Linked DNA regions of Oryctolagus cuniculus: regions 1 and 3 are each linked to region 2. A link is a contact called in public Hi-C and Micro-C data. All regions are on one chromosome and are shown on one strand. The core of a region is the stretch at or near the end of the contact, and the rest is flanking DNA. Distances in the headings are between cores, read along the strand shown.

What was found. A called contact is a pair of places that touch in the nucleus more often than the background predicts.
Region 1: a contact with region 2 is called in a Micro-C map of ear pinna, with 3 times the contacts expected there. The contact joins the enhancer-like site here to the promoter of VSIR in region 2. A contact is called at or near these places in 4 of 6 Hi-C or Micro-C datasets (ear pinna, psoas muscle, skin fibroblasts and 1 more).
Region 3: a Hi-C map of an unstated tissue shows a contact between it and region 2, with 2.4 times the contacts expected there. The contact joins the enhancer-like site here to the promoter of VSIR in region 2. A contact is called at or near these places in 2 of 6 Hi-C or Micro-C datasets (psoas muscle and an unstated tissue).

What each region holds. Positions count from the first base shown.
Region 1 is chr15:62,957,765-62,962,247 of mOryCun1.1, forward strand. CDH23 (cadherin related 23) reads left to right here. Exons shown (of 68, transcript XM_051823796.2): 24 at 2,283-2,502; 25 at 3,779-3,931. Among named protein-coding and RNA genes, the nearest start is that of C15H10orf105, 14 kb to the right of the region's middle. Within about 2 kb of position 3,122, at least 2 of the 8 cell types and tissues checked have an H3K27ac peak or open chromatin away from gene starts, as enhancers often do. A contact at or near this core is called in ear pinna, where this site is marked.
Region 2 is chr15:63,014,853-63,018,905 of mOryCun1.1, forward strand. VSIR (V-set immunoregulatory receptor) reads right to left here and starts at 1,350. Exons shown (of 7, transcript XM_070057799.1): 1 at 955-1,350. The coding sequence starts at 1,036. All of the region lies in intron 36 of CDH23 (cadherin related 23), which reads left to right.
Region 3 is chr15:63,049,417-63,053,503 of mOryCun1.1, forward strand. It overlaps CDH23 (cadherin related 23), which reads left to right. Exons shown (of 68, transcript XM_051823796.2): 59 at 734-990; 60 at 1,809-1,906; 61 at 2,251-2,371; 62 at 2,718-2,797; 63 at 2,881-2,921; 64 at 3,012-3,072; 65 at 3,406-3,535; 66 at 3,623-3,745; 67 at 3,868-3,972. Among named protein-coding and RNA genes, the nearest start is that of PSAP, 30 kb to the right of the region's middle. Within about 2 kb of position 2,600, at least 1 of the 8 cell types and tissues checked has an H3K27ac peak or open chromatin away from gene starts, as enhancers often do.

The DNA of each region.
Region 1 (4,483 bases), core at 1,872-4,371, 55 kb before region 2:
ACCAGCCCACCTGCTGAATTCACAGGGAAGGGCCCAGGCTCTCGGGAGGCGGTGGGAGGAGCTGGGAGGCCATTTGCAGATGCAGGAAGGGGCTTCCCACAGGAGCTGTGGGGCTCCTTGGTCACCCCAGGACCTCCACTATCAAAGATTTCCACTGGGAGTCCCAGGCTCCTGGCTTCAGCTTGGCCCAGCACTGACTGTTGCAGGCACTTGGAGAGTGAACTAGCGGATGGAGGAGCTCCCTCCGCCCTCCCTCCCTGCCTCTCCCCCTCTCTCCCTCTCCCCCTCTCTCCCTCTCTCCCTCACTCCCTCATCTCTCTCCCTCTCTTTCTCTCCCTGCATTTCAAGCAGATGAAAACCAAGAAACAGACTTTCATTTAAGATTCCTGCTAGAAGAACTTTCTCCAGAGATCAGAGCTGTGTGCAAATACAGCAGGAGTAGTGAGTTCCCCATCCCACAGTGCATCCAAGCTGAGTCTGGACTCTCTCCTGTCAAGTCTGTGGAATGGGAATTAGACCAGATGACTTGACATCATTTTCCAATCCTGAGTGTCTTAGCTTAACCCGAAGCTCTTATTTTAACCACTGTTACAGTTGTCTTTTGTTCAAATGCCTGAGCCCATTTCGGTGTAACTCAACATATCAGGGTCCTGAGTCGGGATCATTCTGATGGGGACAGAGGAGCCAGCGGCGCAGAGCAGGGATTCTGAGGAGCCTTGCCCACGTGGACCCAAATGGCTTCTATAAACAATAGTGAAATCTCCAAATGACTTGTTGAAAATCATCCTTTTGGGAAAAAAAAGGATTGGTTGACTTATTTAAAAGAGTTACAGAGAGAGAGAGAGAATCTTCCATCCAGTGGCTCACTCCCCAAGTAGCTGCAAGGGCTGGGGCCAGGCCAAGCCGGTGTACAGACCCAGGAACTCCATCCAGGTCTTTTGTGTGGGTGACAGGAGCCCAAACACTTGGGCCATCTTCCTCTGCTTTCCCAGGCACATTAGCAGGGAGCAGGATCAGAAGCAGAGCAGCCAGAACTGGAACTGGCACCCTAACATGGGACGGCGGTATCACATGCAGTGGCTTTTAAAAAAAAAAAGATTTATTCATTTATTTATTTCTTTATTTATTTGAACAGCAGTTACAGAGAGGCAGAGAGAGAGACAGACAGACAGACAGACAAGTCTTCCATCCACTGGTTCACTCCCTAAATGGCCACAATGGCTGGAGCTGGGCTGATCCAAAGCCAGGATCCAGGAGCTTCCTCTAGGTCTCCCACATGGTGGCAGGGGCCCAAACACTTGGATCATCGCCCTCTGCCTTCCCAGGCACATAAGCAGGGAGCAGAACTGGAACTGACACTCTGACGTGGGATGGCGGCATCACAGGCAGTGGCTTTTAATTATTTTTTCATTATTTTTTAAAGATTTATATATTTATTTGAAAATCAGAGTTACACAAAGAGAGAAGGAGAGGCAGAGAAAGAGAGAGAGAGGTGTCTTCCATCCACTGGTTCATTCCCCAATTGCTGCAACGGCCAGAGCTGGGCTGATCTGAAGCCAGGAGCCAGGAGCTTCCTCCAGGTCTCCCACGCAGGTGCAGAGGCCCAAGGACTTGGGCCATCTTCTACTGCTTTCCCAGGCTATTAGCAGGGAGCTGGATAGGAAGTGGAACAGCCAGGACTGGAACCAGTACCCATATGGGATGCCAGCACTGCAAGTGGTGGCTTTACCTGCTACACCACAGCGCCGGCCCCAAAAATCCTCCTTGATACTTTTCTGTTTACACTATCTTACAAATCAGAACAAAGGAGAGGAAGCCTATTGACTGTGCAATCACGTAGTTGAGCTCCAGGTAATGGAAGGATCTGGAAGCTGTGAGAAGTGCTCCATACACCTGTACAAGGGCTGGAGGACCAGGGCAGCTGGACAGCGTGGAGGCCCCGAGCTTGCGGGAATAAATCCTGGAGGGCCCCCTGAGAGAAAGAGCAGGGTTAAAGGCAGAAAGCCGTGGGGGCCTGGGCTCTGTTCCAGAAAGGTCCTTTCCCACGCCAACCCCAGCCTCGCTCACTGCATCTGAACCAGAGGGCGCTGGACGCTGACACGCTGCCCCCTAGGGGGCATCTGGGAGGGTACATGGCGGCGGGGGCGGGGGGGGGGGAGTGGCCAGCCGGGGCTCAGAGGGGCAGGTGTGTGGGCTGCAGCCAAGCTGGGTCAGCCGGGAGGAGGGGCACTTCCTGGCAGTCCTGGTGTGGTCACCCCTCACGCAGCTCTCCTGCCCCTCAGGTGGTGGCCATCGACCTGGACGAGGGCCTGAACGGGCTGGTGTCCTACCGCATGCAGGTGGGCATGCCCCGCCTGGACTTCCTCCTCAACAGCAGCAGCGGCGTGGTGGTGACCACGGCTGAGCTGGACCGCGAGCGCGTCGCCGAGTACCAGCTGCGGGTGGTGGCCAGCGACGCGGGCACGCCCACCAAGAGCTCCACCAGCACGCTCACCATCCGCGGTGAGACGGCAGGGCTGCCCAGGGCGGCACCAGGCCGAGTGGGGAGCCCGCAGTCATGTGGGCACAGACGCATGCGCTAAGGGGACCCCCTCCTCCACTGGTCCCCTCCCCACAGCAGAGCCTGGTCCTGACCCGGCCTCCAGGACCCGAGGGCAGTGACTGGGACCACTGCCAAGCTCCCGGCCCCTGACACCAGCAACAGCAGAACGGGTGGTGGAGCAGCCAGGGGAGATGGTGGTGCCCTTTGTCCTCTCCGGAAGGCGGGGATTTTCCTGGGAGGCCCCACCTCCTGTGGGGGTGAAGGGCGGGACTCCACTGCAAGCCCCGCCCAGCGGGAGGGCAGCTGCAATTCCCAGAGTCCTCTTGGCCCTGGGTCTCATCCGCTCCGGATGTGTCTTTAATGAAGACGCTGACGTGAGCTATTGCCCAACGGCCAGGAGTAACCACGGAGGAAATTAGCGCGAGCTTAGCAGGCAAGACGTGGCCTGCGCTCTAGGCGTGCAGGCGGGGGCCTGGGAGTGTTCCCCGCTCACACGGGCACCAACGCTGGCCCTGCTCAGTGGAGAGCCGAGACCCCGAGGAGCAGAGAGAGCCGGCCGGACATTCCCTCTCCTGCTCTCCAAGGCTGCCGCGGGTCCCGGGGGCAGTGTGAGGACCCAGGTTTTCACCGGTGACTGGCAGGGAGCGTGCCCAGCCTGGCAGAGAGGACCCTGGTCGCGGGACCTTTGTCCAAGACTCAGCAGCAGCCGTGCCATGGAAACCACGTCTCTAAAAGGCATTAGCCTTGTGGGGAGACAGACCCCCAAAGTCAGTCCCCTTCTGTGTGACCCCAACATGCACCTGGGCATGACCCCCCCCAACGACCCCAGCCGCTCCACTGTCTGGCCGTGTGACCCGGGACAAGTCACTCAGCGGCCCTGAGCGTCCGCCTACCCGTCTGCACAGTGCACCTGGTGGTGCCTGTCCTGTGAGGGCCCCAGGAAGGGTACTGCGGCCCCGCATGGGAAGCACTTGGCGTGGGTTTGGCAGGTGGGAAGGGCGGGAAGAGCCGCTGTCGCCGTTGTCACCAGGCCCTACGTTCTCACCTCCCGATGACCACGGGAGGCCGTGTCCCTCTGGCCAGCTTGGTCCTGGCCCCAGCAGGCATGCGGGTCCCAGGCTCAGGACCAGGTGTTGACACAGATGCCACCTGCAGCCTGTGACTCCCCTGCGAGTTCTTTCCTGCTCGTCCCGAGTGGAAGCCGGGCTCACCTCCCCCACCTGCTTCCGCCCGCAGTGCTGGACGTAAACGATGAGACGCCCACCTTCTTCCCGGCCGTGTACAACGTGTCGGTGTCAGAGGACGTGCCGCGCGAGTTCCGGGTGGTCTGGCTGAACTGCACGGACAACGACATTGGCCTCAACGCTGAGCTCAGCTACTTCATCACGGGTACGGCCCCGCCCCTCCCGCGGCCCCGCCCCCGCTCCCCCCCCCCCGCTCATCCCAGCGAGCCCCTCCTCCCGCGGCCCCGCCCCCGCCCCCCCCCCCCCCCCCCCGCTCATCCCAGCGAGCCCCTCCTCCCGCGGCCCTGCCCCCGCTCACCCTGGCCTGCCCCTCCCAGATGTGAGGGTGGGAGGGAGGCTGCAGCCCCCACCTCGTGCTCCAGCCCCTGCGTGTGGCACCCTGAGGATTTGCGCTCGGCTTCCCCCATGTTTGCAGCTAGGTCTCTCTGGCCTGGCCCCCTAGGGACCTCCTGAAGCTGTTGCAGGCGGAGAGGCTGATGAGGTTTCCAGCCCACCTGCAGTGAGGGCGGGGAAGCACTGACTGCAGGAATGTGGGGAATGTGGCCGTGGCCTTCCCTGGGAGACCCTTTGCTCATGAAGAGAGTCCCCACCGGTTTAGAGGCTGATGGTTTAGCTCTCCCTAAATGAATGGGTTTAGCTCCAGATGTCCCGTAGCTTCCACCTGTAGAGCCATGGAGGAAGATTGTAGGGCAGTGGA
Region 2 (4,053 bases), core at 100-2,599:
GGCAGCCGTCCTCCCTAGCAGACACCCAGCCTGCCAGCCGGCACCTGGCTGGTTTCTGAGATACCTTCCAAGCCCTGTCCACTTCCTCCCCCTCCGACCTGCCCATCGGCTCGCTCTGCCAAACTCTCCGCTTGCCTCACACTTTCCCTGGGCCCTCCCGACTATCTTCAGGTCCACAGGCTGCCTGCTGGCTCTGTTTCCCCTCGACATGCAGAGACTCTTCAGCTCTAGGCATGCAAGACCCAGGGGCCAGGCTGTGGGTACCAGGGCCTCTGCCCCCAGGAGCCCTGGCCCTGGACAGGAGGCCATCTGGAGCTATGACAGGGTGGACTGTGCGAGAGCAAACTGGCACTTCTTGCATGGGGCTTCAGCTGAGGAAGCTGAGGCCAGAGAGAGGCCCTAAATCATCCAGGGATCCAGAGGGACTCGCGGCTGAGTTGGGAGACTGTCCTACATCACCCCTTCCTCCCCCACCCATGCCTCACGCTGGCCTTGCTGATCTGTCACTCAGAGTAGTGACCAGGTGGGCAGCACCATGCATGGCAGGAGTGGAGCAGGGCCCACCAAGGCTCAGCCAGAAGCTGCCCCAAGTCAGGGGGCAGGGAGTCGCCCAGCTGCCTAGAGCTGTTACCACCTGCAGGAGCCCACAGGGGCTGCCCCACCCCGGCCCACCCCGTGCCCTGCAGAGCTGCTGAGCATGGGGCACCTGGGCATGGAGGGTTGGACAGGCAGGCACCAGGGACGGCCTGCCTGTGGCTCGGGCAGCTGTCAGGGTGTACAGGTGTGCGTGCTGCCCCCTGCCCTCGGCCCAGCTGCACCCTGCCCTGCCATGCCAGCAGCTTTCAGTATGCGGGTGGGGTCCACAGCAGGCGGGGAGCGGGGGACTCTCAGGGCCTCCCAGCCACCAGTGTTCCCCACCCTGCCTGCTGGGCTCTTCCCCCGCGCCGACCTTACCTCGGGACGCAGCCAGGAAGACAGCAAAGAGCACGGGGCCCCAGCGCCGGCCGCAGGCGACCGCGACCCGGGGGACGCCCATGTCGCCGTCGGGCGGGGCGTCGTGTGGCGCGGCGGGACCAGAGTGGAGCGGCAGGCGCGCGGGAGACTCCGGCTACGCGGGGAGCGGCGGGACGCGGCTGCCCGGAGAACCTCCCGCGAGCGAGCCCGCGGAGCGAGTGAGCGCGGCGGGCGGCCGGGGCCTGGCCGCTCCCGGGCTCCGCAGCGCCCCCGAGGGGCCGCGGCCGGTGCTGCGGGAGGGACTTCCCGCCGGCCGCTGAGCAGGGGAGCCCGCAGGTGTCCCCCAAGGTCCCGGAAAGGAGCCCTAGCTCCTCTCACCCAGGCCTTCTTTGTGGAGGATCACGAAGTTGCACACCCAAGAAGCAGAGTTACCGGTTTGTTTGGGGGCCGGCACTTGGCTGCTACAGCTTCCAGCCAGCCCGGGGCCTCGTTTGTGGTAATCACGCCCAGGTGTGGAATGGGTGAAGGCAGGAGTGAATTCTGAGGCTGAGAGAAGCAAGGTGGAGCTGCTGGACTACAGATGTGGAGGCCAAGACTCGCTTCCCACACGCACCCACACGCTGAGGGCCAGGTGCGGGAGCACACAGCGGCTGGGCACATCCCCCTGGGGCCCACACAGGTGCGTGTGCAGCCTCTGTGGTGTGGCCCCCAGGCTCCCAGCCCAGGTCCGCCGCGGGCTCAGCACCAGCCCTGGATTTCCAAGGCTCTCTCCCTTCTAACACCTCGGCTGTTGCACTAACTCCTCCCACCCCACCCCCAGCCCCAGGGTCTCCTCTCTCTTCTCCAAGTTGTCATCCATGGTGGTGCAGCTGGAATCCTTCCCTTGCACAAAGTCCCTGATGCTCCCCAAGGCCCTGTCCAGGCCTCCTTCTCCTGCCACCACCCCAGGCCTGGGGACCAGCCGGCTGCTGGTTTTCGCCGGGGGCTCCTCCGCCCGGATGGGAACCACAGCCAGCCTCTCCCAGGTGTGTGTGGCGTGGAGAAGGTATTTATTGCCTTCTTATCAGGATGGACAAAGCTGTGAGTAAGCATTGACTACGTGACTGACTGAAGGGGCGGAGATGACTGTGGCCGGGCGCAGGGTCCAGGGACAGCAAGGACACCAGTGCTGGACTTGGTGACTCCAGCCTGGCTGAAGTTCCCAGGCTCCTTGGGGACCTTGAGCTCATGGGTGACCCCTGGCTGAGGAGCAGAGCACAACCAGAGGCCAGTGGGGTGAGGAGCCAGGGGCGTGGGACTGAATGGGAGGCAGAATTCTGGGGGGCCCTGATCCCTGGGGGCTCCTGGGGCAGGGAAGGCCACCACACAGGACAGGTAGGCATTCGTGTTGTCACCTGGCGACTTTGTGCAGGCCTAGTGGCCCTGGAGCCGGGGAGCCCCCCTGGGCTGGGCACCCGGAGGCTGCCAGCACACAAGCCAGGTCCTGGGTCACCATCCTGGCCTCGGGACCCCACCTGGCAGAGGGCACGCTGATCACCCAGGGAAGGTCCGAAGTGGGGTGAGATCAGGGAGCGCTGGGCTCATTCCACCTGGGGTCACTCCAGGGTGAACCCCCAGGGCACCTCCCCCATCCCTTTGACTTCCTTCCTCCCCACCGCGAAGGCTCCTGGGCTTGCACCACAGTGAGGAGAGGCATTGCCCAAGGTGTGGGCACGGTCCTGAAACCTCCAGCGATTTCCTCATCACCAAGGCAGGGAGGGAAGGGCCGTGCTCAGGGCCTCGCAGCCTCTCACTTCCTCCTCACTGCAGGGGCCACAGGAGACAGCGGGGCCGGTCTGGGTGCAGGGCAGGAGCGCCTGCGAGTGGCGACTCCGTTAGAAGCACCCCTGGCAGCCCCGCAGCCCGCGAACGCTCAGACCCACTTCCAGGGAGTAGGGGAGGCAAGTCTGCAGGTGGGAAATGCCACCACCTCCACCCCTTCCCAGCAGGGCAGCTCTGAACCTGCTGGCAGGCGGGGGAGCCCAGGAGGACCCAGCGCTGGGCTCCTCCTTCGTGCATGGGCCTCGTCACTGCACCCAGGACTGTGCAGAACCACGGGGGACACCAGGTGGCCTTCCTGGGCAGCCATCTGCTCACATGGTTAGGGCCTTGCAGCTGTCTGTCATGAAATCACACAGGAGGACACCTTGAAGAAGGAGGCCAGATCCCTACGTAGCTCACGCCTGAGACGCGCAGTTCAGGCTGTGCCCCGGTCTCGGTGCCACTTCCCCTCCACTCTGGTGGAAACACTGGAGAAGGGTTAACGTAACACATCTTCCCTCATGCAGCCCTTGGTGTTTTTTTTTTTTTTAACATTTATTTATTTAATTGAAGGGCAGAGTTACACACACACACACACACACACACACAGAGCTTCCATCTGGTGACTCACTCCCCCAAATGACCGTAACAGCCAGGGCTGGGCCAAGTGGAAGCCAGGAGCCTGGGACTCCGTTCAGGTCTCCTCCGCGGCTGTAGGGGCCTAAGCACTTGGGTCATCATCCACTGCTTTCCCAGGAACTTTAGCAAAGAGCTGGATCGGACGTGGAACAGTCGGCACTCAAACTGGCACCCATATGGGATGCCGGTAAAGGCACCTGCGGTTTTACCCACTACACCACAGTACAGCCCCAGCCAGATTCACCGAGATCCTACAGCTCCAAGCGCTGCCTCCCTCATGGTACGATTCAGTTCCCATGACGGGTGACAACAGACTGGAACCCCAGAGTACCTGAGCGACTTTAGAGACCACGTCAGCACCTTGATCAAGAGACGGAAGAGGCACAGCAAGGGCACAGAGCACGCCCAGTGTCACACAGCTCCAGCCCAAGGCAGCCACCCAGCACCCCCAGCCCAGGATCCAGAGCTGCAGCTCTGAGCAGTCAGCACCTGGTGGGGGTCTTGCCTTTGTTATTTTGCATTGGTCACACGTCGTGGTTGGTGTGGGGCAGGATCCTGGCAGGAAACAGTTGGCACACTCAGTGCTTAATGGCTGAGTGTCTGGAGAGGGTGGTGAGGCACCCAGAGGCAGCAGCCCACATGCCCAGAGCGGGCAGGGAG
Region 3 (4,087 bases), core at 1,350-3,849, 36 kb after region 2:
CAGAGGCCAGAGTCAAGGAGCACACCTGCGTGTGCACCTGCCTGGGGCATGCTGAGCCTTTGGGGTGGTGCTAGAAGATGCCCTGGGGGTGTCCATCACTTACTTCCACCCCAATACCTACCCGCCCCCGTCACCCCTCCCTGCCTGCAGGTAGTCGCTGGGGCTGGCATTCAAGGCCCCTCCCTCTTCCTCCTGACCCCAGGTCCTGTTCCATGGCCCCTAGCGCAGCCGTACCGAGCTACGTGCTGTTCCTTCCACAAGCCCCGTGCCATCTTCTTCTCACCCTTGATCCTCTCGTTTCCTGGAGGGCCACCCCCAGTCCTTCAAGGTCCAGCTCATGCGTCACCTCCTCGATTTACACAACCGGATCCACTCTCTCTCCTGAACTCTCTCTTATCTGAGTAAAGGTCACCCAGGTCTGCCTTAGACAGGAGCAGGCTTTGAGCTCGGTCGGTCTGTGCGCAGCCATGCCTACAGAATTCAGAAGTGGGTGTAAGAGCCAGGGCCGACTGGTCCCCTACAGCCCTGGGCGGGCATGAACATGCAGAGTGTTTGGGGATTTCGCATCTGCACAGCGCCCTGCACTACGGCCCAAGCTGCCGCCTCCTGGCGGGGCGCTATTCCCATGCACCTGTCACCTGCTCCCCGCCAGACCCTGGGGCGCGTGTGCCGCCTCCCCCTAAACATCCCTGGGCTGTCCCTCAGCTGTGCCCCGCCCTGGGCTCTTCCGCAGGGAGTGTAGACGGCATCCTTCGCACCTTCGACCTCTTCATGGCCTACAGCCCTGGCTACTTCATGGTGGACATCGTGGCCCGGGACCTGGCGGGCCACAACGACACGGCCGTCATCGGCATCTACATCCTGCGGGATGAGCAGCGCGTCAAGATCGTCATTAACGAGATCCCGGACCGCGTGCGCAGCTTCGAGGAGGAGTTCATCCGCCTGCTGTCCAACATCACGGGCGCCATCGTCAACACTGACGACGTGCAGGTGCCCCTGCTCCCCACCCCCACCCGGGGCAGAGGCCAGGCCCTAGGGAGGGACAGGGCATGGCCGACAGGTCAGGGGCCTGAGAAGTGGGGTCACTTCCTAGCAGCGAGGCTGTGAGGAGGTTCTCCCAGGCCTCTGGGCCTCCTGTGTCTCCACAAAATGGGATTAACAATCAGTACCAGGACCAGCAGAGGTGGAGCTATGCGGCACACGGCAGCAGGCATCGGCAGTGATGGGTCTGTGGCTGGGAGGTGGGTAGGAGGCGCTCCTGGCAGAGAGCTGCCTGTCGCTCCCCCTCTTCGCGGAGGAACGACACAGGACCCTGCGCTGTTCTTTTGTCTGCTCGGCCCTCCCCTGGTTTGCTGCTGGTTCTTCCCGGGTTGGCTACCGACCCTTCCACCTCCATGGAAGGGCGGTTCCCCCTGCCACTTTCCCCACTTCCGCGGGGGAGCGGCACACTGCCGGCCGGCTCTCTCGGGGGCTGCTCAGATGTTCCTCAGGTGTTCCTGGTGCATGTTGTCTCTCTCCTCCTTTATAGTCCTCTTCCACCAATCCCAACTCTGCTACCCACACGCCGAGTACGCTGCTCTCCTCCAATCAGGAGCAGGTCCTGCTGTTTATTGGTTGAACTGGAGGCAGCTGTGTAGAAGCTGTTTCCTCCTCTCCCAGCGCCATATTGTGGGAGAGCAGATGCATAGAATAAGTCTTAATTCCAGTAACTTAGTCTAGTCCGAGTTGCTCTCAGTTGCTCCCCACACTGCCCCGCACCGCCCTGGGCCCTGCTGTGGTGACCACCCCCCACGCCCCTTCTCGCCTAGTTCCACGTGGACAAGAAGGGCCGGGTGAACTTCGCACAGACAGAGCTGCTCATCCACGTGGTGAACCGCGACACGAACCGCATCCTGGGCGTGGACCGGTGGGTAGGGGGCCTGGGCCGGGACCTCTCCACCTCCCTTCCCGGGAGGCACGAGGGCCTACTCTGCCCCCCACCAAAGGGGGCAAGGCCAGGAGAGAGGACACGGCTTGGGGATGCCCCTGAGCCTTACTCTCCCCGTCCGTAAAATGGGAGCGTTCCTCCTCCTGTGAGGATGAATCAAGGTCCCAGGTGGAGCCGCGTGGACCCTATAAAAGAAGTCAGAGCCGGGTGGGTCTGAACTGGGCAGGGCTTCTGGGTGCACTGGAGGCCTGAGGCAGGAGAGGGGCAGGACCACCCCGGGGGCAGGCTGAGGGCGGGAGCTGAGGCCCCTGCCCCGCACCCAGGGTGATCCAGATGATCGACGAGAACAAGGAGCAGCTGCGCAACCTCTTCCGCAACTACAACGTGCTGGACGTGCAGCCAGCCATCTCCGTGCGGCTGCCCGACGACATGTCGGCGCTGCAGGTACCCCGGGCGCCGCCCTCACTGGCCCCCAGCCCTGGCGTCCCGCGCTCAGCCCTGCCTGCTGTCCCCACTACCCTGGGCGCCACCCTCCCCGGCCCCCGGCACCCCGTGCTCAGCCCCAGCCTGCTGTCCCCGCTACCCCGGGCCCCGCTCTCCCCGGCCCCCGGCATCCCGGGCTCAGCCCCAGCCTGCTGTCCTCCCTACCCCGGGCCCCGCTCTCCCTGGCCCCTGGCCCCTGGCCCCGGCATCCTGGGCTCAGCCCCGGCCTGCTGTCCTCAATACCCCGGGCCCTGCCCTCCCCGGCCCCCGGCATCCTGCACTCAGCTCAGGCCCGCTGTCCCCGCAGATGGCGATCATCGTCCTGGCCATCCTCCTCTTCCTGGCGGCCATGCTCTTCATCCTCATGAACTGGTACTACCGGACAGTGTGAGTGCCCCTGACCCCGGACAGCCACGGAGTGGGCAGGGGAGCCCGGCCCCCCTCAGCAGCATGTCTCTGCTTCTCCCCAGACACAAGAGGAAACTCAAGGCCATCGTGGCTGGCTCAGCAGGTGAGAGCTATGGCCGAGGGACCGGCTCAGGCTCCCCCAGCCCCTGCTGGCTGCATCCCTCCCCTCCACACCCCACGCTTGTCCCTGCAGGAAATCGCGGCTTCATCGACATCATGGACATGCCCAACACCAACAAGTACTCCTTTGACGGGTGAGTGGGGCCCTCACACTGCCCAGGATCCAATTGGCAGAGATGCCATGGACTGGCTGGAACCTGGGATGTGAGCACCCCCTGGTGGGCTGACCACCCCCTCACTCCACCACTGACAGTGCCCAAGTTCCAAGGGCACAGAACTGGAGCACCAGGCCCACTGCTGCACCAGAGGGCCGATCCTGCTCGTTCTAGCAGGATCCCAGGTGGGGAGAACACAGCCGCAGCTGCCGCTGCCGGAGGCCTCCTTCCCACGGCCCGAACCTCAGGAAGGCTCTGCAGTTGGCCAGGGAAGCAGGAAGGGATTCTGCCCCTCCTTCTCCCCACCTGCAGAGCCAACCCCGTGTGGCTGGACCCCTTCTGCCGGAACCTGGAGCTGGCGGCCCAGGCTGAGCACGAGGATGACCTCCCCGAGAACCTGAGCGAGATGGCCGACCTGTGGAGCAGCCCCACCCGCACACACGTGAGCTCCAGGAGCCCTCCCTAGGGGCTGGTCCCGGCCCTGTGTGTGACATTTACCTGAGCTCCAGCCCATGCTCCCTGTCCCCAGGGAACCTTCGGGCGAGAGCCAACAGCCGTCAAGCCTGCCGATGACCGGTACCTGCGGGCGGCCATCCAGGAATACGACAACATTGCCAAGCTGGGCCAGATCATCCGGGAGGGGCCCATCCAGGTAAGCCCGCCCCACACCAGGGTGCCTGGAGCAATCCCTCCTGGGCCCTGTGAGGCCAGGGCCTTCCTAACGCAGGAGGGCGATGGCCTCGGAGGGGAGGGTTAACCCTCTCCCTCTCCCAGGGCTCGCTGCTGAAAGTGGTCCTGGAGGATTACCTGCGGCTCAAAAAGCTCTTTGCACAGCGGATGGTGCAAAAAGCCTCCTCCTGCCACTCCTCCCTGTCCGAGGTAGCCGGGCGGCCCGGCGCTGTGTGCTGTGCCCCGCTGCTGGGGGTGCTCACTCTCCTGCTACCTTTCTCGGCCCCTCTGCAGCCAGAGCCAAGGATCGCTGTGGGGCGGGGTG